2 separate regions of the Sus scrofa genome follow, and region 2 is linked to region 1. A link is a contact called in public Hi-C data. All regions are on one chromosome and are shown on one strand. Each heading gives the region's core, a stretch centred on a gene start, on an enhancer-like site or on the middle of the called end of the contact. The rest is flanking DNA. Distances are from core to core; before and after follow the strand shown.

Evidence for each region. A called contact is a pair of places that touch in the nucleus more often than the background predicts.
Region 2: a contact with region 1 is called in a Hi-C map of skeletal muscle, with 2.3 times the contacts expected there. The contact joins the enhancer-like site here to the promoter of TMEM50B in region 1. A contact is called at or near these places in 5 of 47 Hi-C or Micro-C datasets (heart right ventricle, mesenteric adipose tissue, retroperitoneal adipose tissue and 2 more).

The regions. Positions count from the first base shown.
Region 1 is chr13:197,089,790-197,094,736 of Sscrofa11.1, forward strand. It overlaps TMEM50B (transmembrane protein 50B), which reads right to left and starts at 3,519. Exons shown (of 7, transcript XM_021070935.1): 1 at 3,360-3,519.
Region 2 is chr13:197,489,726-197,494,386 of Sscrofa11.1, forward strand. It overlaps ITSN1 (intersectin-1), which reads left to right. Exons shown (of 42, transcript XM_021070946.1): 42 at 1-2,812. Among named protein-coding and RNA genes, the nearest start is that of ATP5O, 27 kb to the right of the region's middle. Within about 2 kb of position 2,731, at least 16 of the 83 cell types and tissues checked have an H3K27ac peak or open chromatin away from gene starts, as enhancers often do. A contact at or near this core is called in skeletal muscle, where this site is marked.

The sequences.
Region 1 (4,947 bases), core at 2,269-4,768:
TCTGGAACATTAAGCAATTACATCTAACTCAGCAATTTTGTTGAGATATTCCTTTCCCCATGGAATATAGAAATATCTATTTCTTTCCTTTTTTCCCCACTTTTTAGGGCCACATCTGTGGCATATGGAAATTCCCAGACTAGGGGTCAAACCAGAGCTGCAGCTGCCAGCCTACACCACACCATAGCCACATCTGCAACCTAGACCACAGCTCATAGGAATGCCAGATCCTTAACCCACTGAGGGAGGCCAGGGATTGAACCCACATCCTCATGGATACTAGCTGGGTTTGGAACTTGCTGAACCACAACTGAACTCCATAAACATCTATTTCGTAAATCAAAAAACAAACAAACAAACAAACAAAAAAACCAGTTATTTGTGGCACTCTCAATAACGGTAAAATAAAACTCTGAAATATGCTTAGTATTTGTATGAGAATTCTATTTTTAACTCTATTCACTCAAAACCAAATATACTGTTTAAGATATATATAAATATTACATGCAAATATATGTATATGTGTATATTTATGTACTTGGGTGGAAAGCTTATTTTATTTTAGGGCCGTACCTACAGCACATAGAGGTTCCCAGGCTAGGGGGTCAAATCGGCGCTATAGCTGCTGGCCTATGCCACAGCCACAGTAATGCAGGATCCGAGCCTCGTCTGAGACTTACACCACAGCTTAGGGAAACACTGGATCCCCAACCCACTGAGCAAGCCCAGGGATGGAACCCATGTCCTCATGGATACTAGTCGGGTTTGTTAACCACTAAACCACGAAGGGAATTCCTGTAAAGTTTCTTTTAAAAAGCAAAAAAATCAGGATACAGGCTACCTCTAGGAGAAAGATGTTAACATTTGATTTCATTTGCTTATGGATAAAATACTGATCCCTGCAAGAGTATTGCTTAAAGTATATATTTATATATGTTCTGCTCACGGGTTTTTTGGGTACCTGAGATACATTTGTAACAACAGAAACTTACTGGAAAAGAGAACAAGAATTTATGCTACTGCTGAATATCCAAGGGGGTTACCACAGGAAGGTATTACACAACATATGCCTCTTCATATTTTCTCTTCCTGAAGGCCCTCTCTACCCATTCCTGCCAGGCCAGTCGAATGAGTCAATACAGCCTTAAAGTCAACACCACTAAGTGCTAACAAGGTGAATAAATCCACCATTATTTAACCTGGTCCTCAAATATTTTGTGATCCAGTCTCTAAATGCAAAGAGACAAACAGATTCTAAAAATGCATATGAATCAAACAAATTAGCTACTGCCTTTAAATGATAAAATCCTTTCCGATTTTGTCACTACTGTGGCTGGGGTTCAGTCCTTGGCCAGGGAACTTCTGCATGCCACAGGTGCAGCCAAAAAGGAACAAAATAATAAGGCATTAAATTATAAAATCCTATCAGTTATAAGAAGTGAAAAGAGCACTAAAATTATACTTTAAAATACAATTATCTGTTTAAACCACCTACCTGAAACTTATCCTACAATGCCAAAAGGATTTTCATCCATAATGGTGAAAACCCAGAAACAACCAAAATGATCATCATTAAGGGATCGAGAAAATTTGAGTATTTCCAGAGTTCCCTGGTGGCACAGCAGGTTAAGGATCCATGGCTGTCACTGCTGTGGCTCAGATCACAGCTGTGGTGCAGGTTCCAACCCTGGCCTGGTAACTTCCACCTGCGGCAGGCATGGCCAAAAAAAAAAAAAAAATTAAAGAGTACATCCAAACAGTACATCCAAAAATGAGATAGGTCAGCATGTACTAAGTTAATGTATCTTTAATTTTTTTTTAAGCTAATGTATCTTTATATTAAAGTAGTTGCCCAACAGTATTATGGCACAATCCCCTCCTAGGGACTGGAATTGAGGATGTAAAGTATGCAACGTCCAAAATCAAGGAAGTCTAACTTTTTTCTTGATACTCTTCTGCGCACTCTGAATTTTTTACTTGATGTTCCTCTGTAATATTTTTAAAATGTTTACAACCTGAATATATTGTAATCACTTAAAAGGAGCCGATAAGGATAAAATAATAAGATAAATTCTTTACCTTAGACTCCAGAAAATGAATTCGGAAATAATCAGCCAGTTAAGGCTGCTGTGATCCTAGCGGGCAGAGAAGGATGGGGGGTGGGGAGGGCGTGTCTCCGGAAGAGAAACACGACATCCTTCCCCGGCTCTCATTACACCAGCTTTTTCCTGCCGCATCATTATTCAAGAGAACGTCTTGTTTTCATTTTAAGAACGAGGAGGCCTGCCACACTATTACCGGTAAAAAATGCCTAACGTCTGTTCTACGTCTGAACAGTATGACAGAAGAGAAGACAACTGACCCTGACCGAAGATGATGTAAAAGAAGCGTGACAAGCCTGGGAGTAGGAGGCTTGGGAAATGTTAAGAAAGGGGATTTATATAAAGTGCAAGTCGGTGAAGAGTTGGCGCGAAGAGGTGGGACACTCCGAAAAGAGAAATTAATGTCTTTGAGAGGTATAACGCTGGTTACACATTCACTCCAATCGGAGCTTGACTCTCCCCAACACACACACACACACACACACACACACACACACGCATGCACAGCGCTAGCAGCAGGGAGCGAGCGAGGACAATCTCATTACTGCTTTGGCTTTAAAAGGTTATATATTTACCTTTCCGATTAAGCACCTTCCAGTGATGAACTCGGAAGCCAATTTATTGGTTAAAAACCAAGCGTCTTCCCCAGCACAACTACCATTGCTACCTGGGCTACGCTCCTCATCTAAAAGGACACTCAACACTTTATGATTAATCCTGGAAAGAATGTTGACCCTCCTCTATTCCCTCTTTCCACCTCTGTCCCTACTCTCCTAAGGAGCGAGTCGGAAAAGTCCACCAAACACTTAACAACATCGCCAGCAGAGGCTGAGACCAAACGGGAGGGGTGAGCAAGTCCTCGAAAGGCCCCCAGACGCCGAGTGCGGGCCGCACGTCTCTCCCCTGCGCCGGGCACCGCGGTGAAGCTGACAGGTTCGGGATGGAAACCTGTGCAGATCCTCCAGGGAAGCAAGTCGACGGCGAGATAACGCGGCGTAGCTGCCTGCCCCGGCCGAACGCGCTCCCCGGGCGCCCAAGAAGACATGGGCTGGTGAGCAGGGAGCGGCGGAGGCCCCCGCCCCGCAGGCCGCCCGTATGCTCCGCGAACCCGCTCCGCCCCGCGACGCCGCGCACCGCGCACGGGAAAGGCCGGGCGCTGTCGTCCCTCGCAGGCCGGGCCGGCTGAGGACGCCTCTCCAAGAGCAGGCGGTGGGCGCTAGCCCCCAGCACGCCCCGAAACTGACTGCCCGCACTCACCCGGCTTCCCCCACGCCCACGCCAACGCGAGGCGCGCGCGCAGAGGAGGAAGCTGCCGTGCAGCTGTCTAGCCCGCGTCCTCCGCTCCACTTCAGCCCCCGGGAGCCGGGAGCGGGCGGCGGGCGTGAGGCGAGGGCGCCGGTGGGGCGGGGCGCGGCGCCGTGCGCAGGGAAGCAACCAATCGGCGTGCAGCAAGTGGCCGGCCGGAGGCGGGGCAAGGATCTAGGGGCGGGGCGAGGCAGCCAAGGGGCGGGGTGAGGGCGGTCGTTCTGCGGCCCCCTGGGAGCTGCTGGCTGGACTCTGCGCCTTGTGATTCGCGGCAGCGCTGACCTGACCCCTCTGTTGTTTTCTGGGCGGCATCAGTGCTGCGTTTCCGCTCAAGGACTTCAAGTGCAGCATCGGTGAAATCACACGTGTGGGAGGAGCCCAAGACCTAGAGAGCGGAGGTTGTCTTTGCCCCTGGGTTAAGCGGCTTTGACCGAGAGCAGCCCAGGGTAGGGCGTGTACTCCAGGAGGTTCTCAGAAACGGGGGGTCTCTAGAAGTGACCTTTTCCAATCCCTAACGCTCAGAAATGGAGGCCTAGAAAGGTGAGATTTCTGGTCCAAGGCTACCAACTAGTACAGCAACCCGAAGTTACCGGTACAGTACAACTACGCCTTTTATTTTTTGCTTTTTTTTTTTTTTTTTTTTTTTTTTTGGTTTTTCTATTTTCTTACTAGGGCCGCACCCATGGCTTATGGATGTTCCTGGTCCCCAGCCACAGCAACACGAGATCCGAGCTGCATCTGTGACCTACCCACAGCTTGCAGCCAAGCCAGATCCTTAACACGCTGAGCGGATCAAACCCGCGTCCTCATGGACACTAGTTGGATTCTTAACCCGCTGAGCCACAACGGGGAATTCCCTACAACTAACTAGTCTTAATTCTGTTCTTATGTTTTCCTGGCTATCTACCAGATTTTTGCTTTCTCGTGGTCCAGTATCTTCCTACTGTCTCCTTTAAAGAGGATACATCTTGAATTTTCAGTGTAACTTCAATAGCCTTTGAAAGCCTGGTCTGAATTTCCTACAGAATATAAAGTGTAATTAGTTATTTGGGGAAAAGACATTGTGTAAAAGTCCAGGTATTTTCAATGGGATTCTAAAAATGTTTTCCCCTGAAATATAATGAAATAAAAGGTTTTGTGTTCCAAGTTGTCACAAAATGCCACTCTCTTATATTCCTGTTACTCCTATAAATCTTATACATGTAAGAGAAACAACCTCTGCTTTTTATTTTTCCACTATCTCTCAGTTCTCATTTTCATGGATGTTATTTTTCTATCTTTTATATTCTGTCATTTGGCAAATAATACATTTGTAGTTATATTACCCATCATCCTGACACATATGCTAGGATCTAGATGCTCAGTAATTATTTGTTAAATAAATTACTTTTGAAACATTTGCAACCTTAAAACTAGTTAGATTACTGATCTATAAAAGTTGACTTTTTAAAATCTTACTTTTTGGGGGCAGTTCCCATTGTGGCTCAGCAGGTTAAGAACCCAACATAGTGTCTGTGAGGATGTGGGTTCAATCCCTGGC
Region 2 (4,661 bases), core at 1,481-3,980, 400 kb after region 1:
ACTTTCAGCAGATGTCTTTGGTACGTTCCTCCAAAAGGCATCCCCAGAGTGTGAAAAGGAAAGGTGACCATCTGTGGAGGAAACCCGTCACAGGGTGGGGGAAAGACCCTCGGCGCAGGCAGGGCTCTCAGTGCCAGGGAAGAAGACCCGAGACTCTTTCCCCAAGCCAAGTACACACCCAAGCTCTCAGTGATGAGGAAATCCATGTCCGTGTTGCCAGAGACAGGAGCGTAGGACCACGTGCCAAGCTGTCTGGTTGGAGCTGTCTGGGTTTTTCTCTTTCGAGGCCAGGAGATAGGCTGGTTAACTCGATAAGAACTCACTTTGCTCATGAGAAGCGTGGGTTGGATTTTGTTCGCATGTTGAAGTTCTCATAAGCCCCGTTTGTTGTTCTCATGAAATGTTCTTTGCATGTTCTCTGATCCTGAAATCTAGCTTTCCTGTGCGAGGTGGTATTCTCTTTGGTTGTAGCCTTTCCTTAGGGTTATAGAAGCGCTTTATAAAGGTAGCGTCCACTTAGCAGCGGAGTGAACAACTCACTTTGCTGGGAACTGAATATGTCACGTCCTTCTTTCCCGTGAAAGCCCTGGCATCGTTCAAGCAATTTTTTTTAAAGAGTGTGCGTCAGAAAGGGCGACCAAGTTTACATTTCACACTTCTAAGAAACACTTTATTATTTATTTATTAAAGATAGCGTCGACTTTTGTATCAAGAACAATGGACAGAAGTATTTTTGGAAACAAGCGGACAACCCCTTTGGTGAGAACCTCTCATCTGGAGATATCAGACACCAAGGTCAACTTCAAGCATGCGTTTGTTTACCACCTCCCAGCAGAAAACATGGTTCCGAGACGTTAGGTTTGTTTTTTGATGTTCGGAAACCATTTTACATGAAATCTATGAAGGGACCGACAAGCCATGCTTCCCTCTTTCTATACCCAGCACAGCGTCTTCAGTGTGTTTATGAAGGACCTGCCACTATGGTAGAAAACGAAGGTGAAAATGAGGTCGTCCTGGGTCACCAAGCCCATCCCGTCCTTTCTGTTCCCCCTCTTCTGCGTTGACTTTCTTTGCGTGTGACTGGAGGGCATCACTGTGCGTGGAGGGAGGAAGCAATGGGCTCAGTGACAAACATCTTGTCTTTTGGGGTCCACGGGATCACCCACCCGCAGAGTCCCCTTATCAGAGCTGATGTCGCGTGATGTCGTGTGAGTCTGTTTTCCCAAGTGACTCTGCTGGACATCCCTTGGAGGCTCCTCCCGGGTAGCGATTCTGGATTAGTGTCTGTGTCCTCACTGGGGTCATTTGCCACGTGGCCTCTTGTACTTACGGAGGAGTGAGGCTGGTCCGCAGATCCCGCTGCGACTCAGGAGTCGTGCGGGAGATGCAGGCATGTGGGGGCTGCACGGATTCTCCTTCTTCGACCTCTAGTCCTTCACCACTACCTTTTGGGCTGCCTCGGCGCTCTTTCATAGAGGTGAAATGTCCCTGGCCAGGACCATCTGTCTCCTGGCTTTTTGCTTTCTCAACACAGGCTCTCTGCAGGCCCCTGCCTCCTAATACTCTGAGTCCAGACTTCTAGACACCCCTGCAAGCCTCCCCCTTCCCTGAGCCACACTGATCTCCTCGATGTCCAGCAAGGGGGCCTTTCTGCTCCAGGGCTGGGCCCTGAGGATAGGAGGACTTTTTTGCAGACCAGCTCTCCTGAAGGAACCATCCATATTCTGGTGCCCCCGGGGCAGGGTCTCTCTGGCAGGCAGGTGGGCAGCATCATCTGGATCCAGGTTGCCTGTGACCATGAGAGCCTGAGGCTGTGGCTCATTCAGATCCAGGGCTGGCCTGACGCAGGGAGAGAGACCTTTCTGGGCTGGGCTCTCCAGGGTTGCTTGAGAGACTGGGGCCAGGCTTCCCAGGTTGACTTCATGTAGTCCCCCTTGATCTCTGATGGCAGAGGAGAAAGCAGTGCTCCCATAGGACATTTGTGTTCAAGGGGGCATTTTTTTCTTCTTTGCTCTTTGAACAACTTAAGCATGACCTAAGTCTATGAAAGTACCTGGTCTTACCTGGTTGAGTAGCACTGAATTTAGTTGAGGAAAAAAAAAAAATCCCATCAGAAAATGGACAAATTGGCCATTTGCATTGTCTTTTTGACCCGGTGCCCCAAACTTCTGTCTCTCTAGGGGTTGCCTGGTGCAAGCATAAAGCCACTGACCGAGCAGGGACATTCTCGGATCCAAAGGGGCTGGAGAGCAAAGAGGCATGAATGAAGTGCTTCCGGTTTTATTTGAAAGGAGGCTTTGGAATCTAGTTGACAGTTTGCCAGTGCTCAGTATGAGCAGAAAAAGACTTCTCTATCTCTCCTCCGTTTTTTTCCCCCTAGTTGGTTGGGCTTTTCTGATTCACAAGAAGAATATTTGTTTTGTGTCTGTAAGGATTTTAAGAATTTCCGTGGGGAACAGCAAGTAGGTTTTCATTTTATTTCAGTTCATTGTATTCTCCCTTCTCTTTGGGGCTGGAGATGAGCTTCACAGCAGACATGGGCACTGTGACAGGGACACGTGCCTGCTTGACGGTGGCATTTCAGACTCGAGGGTCATGTGAGGTTAACGTTGGGTCTGCCTACTCCAGATGCACTTGCCTTATAAATTTAGAACCTTCTAGGCTGGAAAGTGAGGCGATGAAAACAGACAAGGCTGGCTCTCCTTCCTTGGCTTTTAGCATTAGGACTTTAATTCAGGCAGAAGCAGAACTGGTAGCAGAAACTGGTGATGTGCTGAAGCCCTCAGATGCTGTGGTCTGAGCTATCTTAAGAGGTTTTTTTTTTTTTTTTCTTTGCCCCTCCCTTTTTTTGGGGGTGTGTGTGTGCTGCACCTGCAGCATATGGAAGTTCCCTGGCTAGGGGTCAAACGGGAGCTGTAGCCGTCACAGCCACAGCAACACAGGATCCGAGCCACATCTACGACCTGCACCATAGCTCACCGTAATGCTGGATCCTTAACCCATTGAGCGAGGCCAGGGATCAAACCCACATCCTCATGGATACTAGCTGGATTCCTAACCTGATGAGCCACAACAGGAATTCCCCTAAGAGGTATTTGGTAAACAAATACTCCCTTCTCTCTGTACCGAGGGGTGCGGCAGTGCCCTCCGGGGCTTCTCCAGGATGCCGGGAATGGCACAGGTCAGCTGCCAAGACTCACCCTGCAGTGCCCCGAGCCATGTTTTATAGGGGCCACTTTGTATGGTGTCAGTACAGTGTGGATATTTACCGCACTTGGAAAGCAGCCGTTTATTTGAGCTAGAGGAAAGGAACATTCTAGATCTCCTGTCTCCTCACCCTGCTTATTGTTAGATGCAGGATATGTTTGTAGGTCATCAGGCTCAGCTAAGCTATGTAACCTGCTCTCTTTCGCAGCCAAAATCTATTCCTGAGAAACATGGAAAACGCATTCCAGATGAAGGCGAGAAAACCTCTAACAGCTCTTTACCTGGGGAGCATTAAAACCCAGAGGCCAACAGTTGCAAAGTCTTATCTCTGGGTTGTGAGCTCTCAGTCAAGTTCATTCAGGGAGTCCCTATCCTGGGCCAGACCACCCTCCCACGTGGTAAGGAGGGGGCCTGCCTTTGTGGCTTTCACAGCCTAATTGTAGATCTAACTTTAAGGCATTTGAACAGCACCCAATGCTTGTAAAAATTCATCTCCACTTCCAAATAATTATTTCAGTGACATGCAGATTCAATCACTTCGTCCACTAAAAGGAACCTTCTTTCATCTGAACTTTGGGAACCAGATAACACCCACATAGTACATTTTTTTTTTCAACACTATGTGTGGTTGTCATATTTCAGGGTAAAGCTGCCCCTCCTGGATGTCAGGGTGTTTTGTGAGTTGTTTTTAATAGGATTTTGTTCTACTTTCTATACCAGCCTATCTTGTTAAAATCATCTGAGGAGGGTGAATATTTTAGGATTCAAAGCCCACCAAATAAACCTGCTCAGAAGTGGGCTTATGTGGTCAGCCTTGAGAAAAATAAATGAGTGTTTCTCAGATATCTGCTGAGAATTACCCAGTAACCAGGGTTTCTTTTTATGCAGTGGAAAGAATGCATATTTTTCTTCCAGAAACTCTGGTTTGTACTTTTTTTCATTTAAAAGAATAACATGCCTGTGAGGTTGTGTTTCTAAAACTTTCTTCCTTTGCATTTTTCCTCTCCTACTCAAACCCCTTATTTCCTCCTGCTTCTCTAAACAGAATGGGGGCCTGGGGCCAAGAGGGTGATGCAGGAATCAGAGAAAGGGGGTGGCGGCTTTGCAGTGCCTGGTTAAGAGCGGGGAGCTGCCGTTCTACCCACGCTCACCGCTAGGGGGCGATGTCCCTGCTGGAAACTTGCCGGTTCCAAGGGCCGATCCCAGGGCGCTGGCTCCACCTACTGCAGCTCTGGGGCATTGCTCTTGTGTAAATCAAGGACTTGGGGAATCTGAGAAAGAAGGCAGGAGGGGAAAGAAAGTTAGCGATGGACGCGGAACTCGAACACACCTCTCCTGGGATACATGGTGACACTTTGCCTTTCTCTGCTGCTGAGCTTGGAGCCCCCAGTGGTCCTTAGCCTTCCTGTCTTTTCTGCATCTGCTTTGGTGAAGGCCCCAGAGATTTGGGGGCC